Linked DNA regions of Zea mays: region 1 is linked to region 2. Evidence: chromatin contacts called from public Hi-C data. All regions are on one chromosome and are shown on one strand. The core of a region is the stretch at or near the end of the contact, and the rest is flanking DNA. Distances in the headings are between cores, read along the strand shown.

Region 1 (2,700 bases), core at 164-2,663, 320 kb before region 2:
AAAGGTTCACACTTAGCCAATAAAAAGACCAAGAACAGGGTTCAACAAAAGAGCAAAGGGATAACCGAAGTGTGCCCTGGTCTGGCGCACCGGACTGTCCGGTGTGCCACCGGACAGTGTCCAGTGCACCAGGGGACTTCACGCTGAACTCCTCACCTTCGGGAAAATTCAGAGGCGCTCCGCTATAATTCACCGGACTGTCCGGTGCCCCAACGAAGAGCGGCTCTGGAACTCGCCAGCCTCGGGAATTCGCTCCGCTATAATTCACCGGACTGTCCGGTGTACACCAGACTGTCCGGTGAACCAGCGGAGCAACGACTACTTCGCGCCAACGGTCACCTGCAGGCGCATTTAATGCGCGCCAGAAGCGCGCAGAAGTCAGGCACGCACGCGCTGGCACACCGGACACTCTACAGTACATGTCCGGTGTGCCACCGGACATCCAGGCGGGCCCAGAAGACAGAGCACCAACGGTCGGAACCCAACGGCCTTGGTGACGTGGCTGGCGCACCGGACATGTCCGGTGTACACCGGACTGTCCGGTGCACCATGCGACAGACAGCCCCACCAAACGGCTAGTTTGGTGGTTGGGGCTATAAATACCCCCAACCACCTCACATTCAAGTCATCCAAGTTTTCCCACTTCAACTACTTACAAGAGCTCTAGCATTCAATTCTAGACACACCCAAGTGATCAAATCCTCTCCAAATTCCACACAATGCCCTAGTGATTAGTGAGAGAGATTTGCTTGTGTTCTTTCGAGCTCTTGCGCTTGGATTGCTTTCTTCTTTCTTTGATTCTTCATTGCGATCAAACTCACTTGTAATTGAGGCAAGAGACACCAATCTTGTGGTGGTCCTTGTGGGAACTTTGTGTTCCAAGTGATTGAGAAGAAAAGCTCACTCGGTCCGAGGGACCGTTTGAGAGAGGGAAAGGGTTGAAAGAGACCCGGTCTTTGTGACCACCTCAACGGGGAGTAGGTTTGCGAGAACCGAACCTCGGTAAAACAAATTCACGTGTCTCACTCCTTATTCGCTTGCGATTTGTTTTGCACCCTCTCTCGTGGACTCGATTTTATCTCTAACGTTAACCCGGCTTGTAGTTGTGATTATTTTTGAGAATTTCAGTTTCGTCCTATTCACCCCCTAGGCGACTTTCAACCTTTTTGTCGAGCACCATGCAGGCACGATCGCCGCCACCTCCGCAAGCACCACCTCGCGGCGAGCGGGGGCCAGCTAGTAGACAATCTAGGCGATGGCGTCGAGGGACTCGAGCCTATCAGCGAGCCTGCCGGCGCGGGCGACCGTGGCGCCAGCGAGGCAGAGCGCGCGCGACAGGAGGGCCGGAGGGGAGCGAATCGAGGCAGTGGCTGGCTGGCGGCGGAGGTAGAGGAGAAGCAGTACGGGAGAGAGAGGCTGAGACAAAGCGGAATCGAACGTCAGCTCATAGGGAATTTAGATGAAGGTTTGAGATCCGGAGTGGCTATAGAGACTGGCCACGTGTTCGCACCCGCGAGCGTCTCAGTACACCGGATGACCGGAAACGCGGAGGAGGCTGGAAACTCCAGCGGGTTTTAATAAGAAAGAATACATAACCCACGTGCTGATGTGTTTTACATTCAAACTTTATGAAACACCGTTGACACCCTGATGATGCTGGAATTGAAGCCAAGCTCATCATATATTGACAGTGTGGATACTCGTCTTTCAGATTACCATGGATTATACTTCACTCGGAGCAAATATTTAGCGCTTAAAACAGAAAAAAAAATACAATGGAAAAGGCAATATGAAATGACATACGAAAACAACAGCAACCGCAATTAGTGCAATAATTTTCGTTTACAAATGGGAAAAAAATGTGAGCTTGTCAATTTGCAAGGAAAGTGTGGCATAGGTATCTAAGTGTGCTTGAGCGTTTCTTTCGTGAGCCATCAAAGGTGGCCATGCTGCAGACGTGTAGTGGCAAATAGGAAAGGAGGATCACTAGTCTACAAGTGGGAGCAGCGCATGCTTGCTTGCTGTGCTAAGTAGCAGTAGTAGCTCCCTACATAGATCTTGCAAATTCGGTGGCCATCGACAGATACTGTTTCGATCATGACAGTGTCATCTCAGCATTCTGACTTTTGAGTGATGAAAATGCAAATGGTAGCCTAATTTTTAATGGTAATGATCGATGCCTAATATATGTGGCTACTGCACACCTGACTCAATTTTAAGCGTCAAATGTGCAGAAGAATAGAAGATAGCCCGTTCTCGTCGTCAATACTGCTACCAATTACCGAAAGTATATCATGGCATAGTACGAACGAATGAAGCATTATTTTGCAACAAATTTATGTTGAGTGGATGGCATAGTACGAATAACATGGAGATAAAAAAAGTAACTGAACATGAGGTAAAAAAAAATAAAGTGATTGAACAATCATCGCAATACATAAAAACTTTATCGACTCTACTGTACTAATGTACGGTTTATTTCAAGAACAAAAGATGCAGCATCAGTACAACAAAAGTTTCAGAGTACATACACCCTTTGGCTGCAACGAAAGCACATGATACGCCCACCTCTTTTCTATACCCGCCGCCTTATTGGCATCTCAGCTCCCAACCGGTGACTATCTGAATGCTATTACAGCTCCTGACTACATGATTCAGCCGGAGTTCAGTGTTCAAAAATTCTCATTCCCAGCCAGTGGC
Region 2 (2,700 bases), core at 73-2,572:
AACGTGCTTTGCCGAGAGTTGAACACTCGGCACAGAACGACACTCGGCACAGACAACTTTGCCGAGTGTCAAACTCTCGGCAAAGGGGCTCTCGGCAAACGGCCGTCAGCGGCCGTCCCAAAGTTGACGGCCGTTAGTCTTTGCCGAGTGCCAGCCGTTGGCTCTCGGCAAAGAGGTTCTGTACCGAGTGCCGCATACTAGGCACTCGGCAAAGCATACTTTGCCGAGTGTCATCTCTGGACACTCGGCAAAGTGTATTTGTATTTTTTTATTTTGTCTCTCAAAAAATTTGTGGTATGTTCCTACACTATGTAGACCTACATGTATCATTTGTGGACAATTTTAACAGAGTTTTCAATCGTTAGTAGATTTAGTTCGTTTATTTGAATTTCTTCGGAAAATTTAGATTTGAACTGTAGGTCACTCGAAACTTGGAAAACCGTGCATGCAAAAATGATATTCATGTTACTTAGCATAAGTTACGACCGATTCTAGGAGCGGACCGGAAACTTCGAGCAACATGCTCACTAAACATGGCCGTGAACTTGTCATACACATGTTTAAAAATTGTATAAAACACAAACAAAGTCAGAAAATCCTGAAACTTGTCCACGTGTCATGATATCATATGTACAGGCTGCGATAAAAATTTTAGAATGTTTGGAGAAAGTTGTGGGACACTATGTGTAGAAACCTAGGAGAACTACACATGAAATCATAGAGTTTCAATGTAGTTCTCCTAGGTTTCTACACATGAAACCTCCTTTGCCGAGTGCCTACTAGGGCTCTCGACACAGGGACTGGCTGTGGGGTCCACTGGACCAGTCTTTGCCGAGTGTCGCCGTAGGCACTCGGCAAAGGATCCGTCACCGTCACTTGGCGCCGTGACGGTGACTTTTCTTTGTCGAGTGCCAAATGGCATTCGGCAAAGTTTTTGCCGAGTGCTCGACAAAAAATACTCGGCAAAGATGCCGTTGCCGATGTACAGTTCGCCGAGCGTTCTTTGCCGAGTGTTACACTCGGCAAAGCCTTTGCCGAGTGTAAAGGCAAAGGAGCTGATTCCGGTAGTGTTTATATCTATCTAGTCACGCGCTTGCAGATCATATACGCTCGCCTTTCGTTGTGATGTAGAAAATATTGGTTGTTAGTTAATTTTTTGAGCACTAGGATTGTACTGGCAAACAGAGGAGAGGAGATAAACAAGTGCGTGACATAACTCGTCACCACCACCACTTCACCACTGCTTGCTGAAAACTGAAATCCCGGATTCTGATTTGGACTGCACCGGTGCACCTCCTGCCTGCCAAGTGCCAACGCACACCGGAGAGCCGCGACCTCTCCGTCGCCCTCGCCCCCTCCCACCCTCCTCTGCCCTGCGTTGTCGTCTCCCTCGCCAGTCCGTCGCGCCCGCCGAGGAGCTGAGCTGAACCGAGGCCGGCCGTTGCGCGCCGCCCGAGAAGAAGACGAAGACGAGCAGACGACGGCTCCTCTCCTACGCCGTCCTCTCTCTCTTGAACTGAAACAGCGTCGCCCACATGGTACGGTTCCGTCCCTTCCCAGTTCCCACTCAGCCACCTGCTTGTTTTCGTTTACCCGAGCTGTGGCGTGGCCGTGGCCCGTGGGGACCTCTTCTCGTCGTCTTCTCCGCCGTCGTCGCGCCGACCGAAGCTGCGTGCGCTTGTCGTCTTTATGCTGTTCCATCCAGGCTTCAGTTCACAAATAACCGCCGCACTGCTGAGTGCTGGCTGCTGTTACCAGCTTCCTTGATGATCGACCACGACCAGTCCAAAGCTTTCGTCATCTCTTTGATCCCACGCGGCCTCACCCGGCTCCGGCTCCGGCTCAGCAATCAATTCCCCCATACGAATTACTAATCTCTCTGATTTCCTTTCAGCTGATCGGCATGCCGCAGGCAGCAGCAGCAGTAGTGCACGGCAAGGACCCCAGCACCGTCCGTCCGGCGGCGGCGCTGCCCCTGAAGCTCCTCCGCCCTCTCCTCCTCGTGGCGGTGCTCGGCACGGGCTTCCTCGCCGCCGTGGCGCTGCTCGTCGGCGGCCCCGCCTACTCGTCCGCGCTCCCGCGCCCGCCGGTCGCCCTGCCGCCCGCGCCGCCGTCGGGCGGCGGGAAGCAGCCGCTGGAGCGGTGGGCGCGGGCGCCGGCGTCCGCGTGGCACAACATGACCGACGACGAGCTGCTGTGGGCGGCGTCGTGGCGCCCCAGCGTCCGGCGCTACCCGTACCGCCGGACGCCCAAGGTGGCCTTCATGTTCCTGACCCGCGGCCCGCTGCCGCTGGCGCCGCTGTGGGAGCGCTTCTTCGCCGGCGCCGGGGGCGGGGACGCCGGCCTCTTCTCCGTCTACGTGCACGCCACGCCGGGGTACCGCCCCGACTTCGCGCCGGCGTCCGCCTTCTACCGCCGCCAAGTGCCCAGCCAGGTACGTACGCGCGCCACCCGCGCACGTACGGCGGCTAGCTCTCCGATCCTCTGCGTTGACGTGGGCTCGCGAGTTTCAGTTTCGCTTTGACGATCGTCCGGGCGGCCGGCGGCCTACCATCATGGCCGTCCATGTTGCACGGCTCCTCTACGTTGACGACGACGTGGGGTCGTGGAATGTGGATGGATGGCGGAGAAGGGGGGGATCGGAGCTGAAAATGACGGCCATTTATTTTCAACTGCGTGCTACAGGTGGCCGAGTGGGGC

Evidence for each region. Hi-C and Micro-C count contacts between places; a contact is called where the count stands out from the background.
Region 1: a Hi-C map of leaf shows a contact between it and region 2, with 5 times the contacts expected there. The contact joins the promoter of LOC118476085 here to the promoter of LOC100384266 in region 2. A contact is called at or near these places in 3 of 25 Hi-C or Micro-C datasets (ear, leaf and tassel).

What each region holds. Positions count from the first base shown.
Region 1 is chr1:184,053,238-184,055,937 of Zm-B73-REFERENCE-NAM-5.0, reverse strand. LOC118476085 (tubulin beta chain-like) reads right to left here and starts at 1,413. Exons shown (of 2, transcript XM_035964156.1): 1 at 1,163-1,413. The coding sequence starts at 1,180. It overlaps LOC100285810 (erg28 like protein), which reads right to left. Exons shown (of 3, transcript NM_001158700.1): 3 at 2,457-2,700.
Region 2 is chr1:183,733,279-183,735,978 of Zm-B73-REFERENCE-NAM-5.0, reverse strand. LOC100384266 (Core-2/I-branching beta-16-N-acetylglucosaminyltransferase family protein) reads left to right here and starts at 1,322. Exons shown (of 3, transcript NM_001176831.1): 1 at 1,322-1,538; 2 at 1,895-2,434; 3 at 2,686-2,700. The coding sequence starts at 1,536.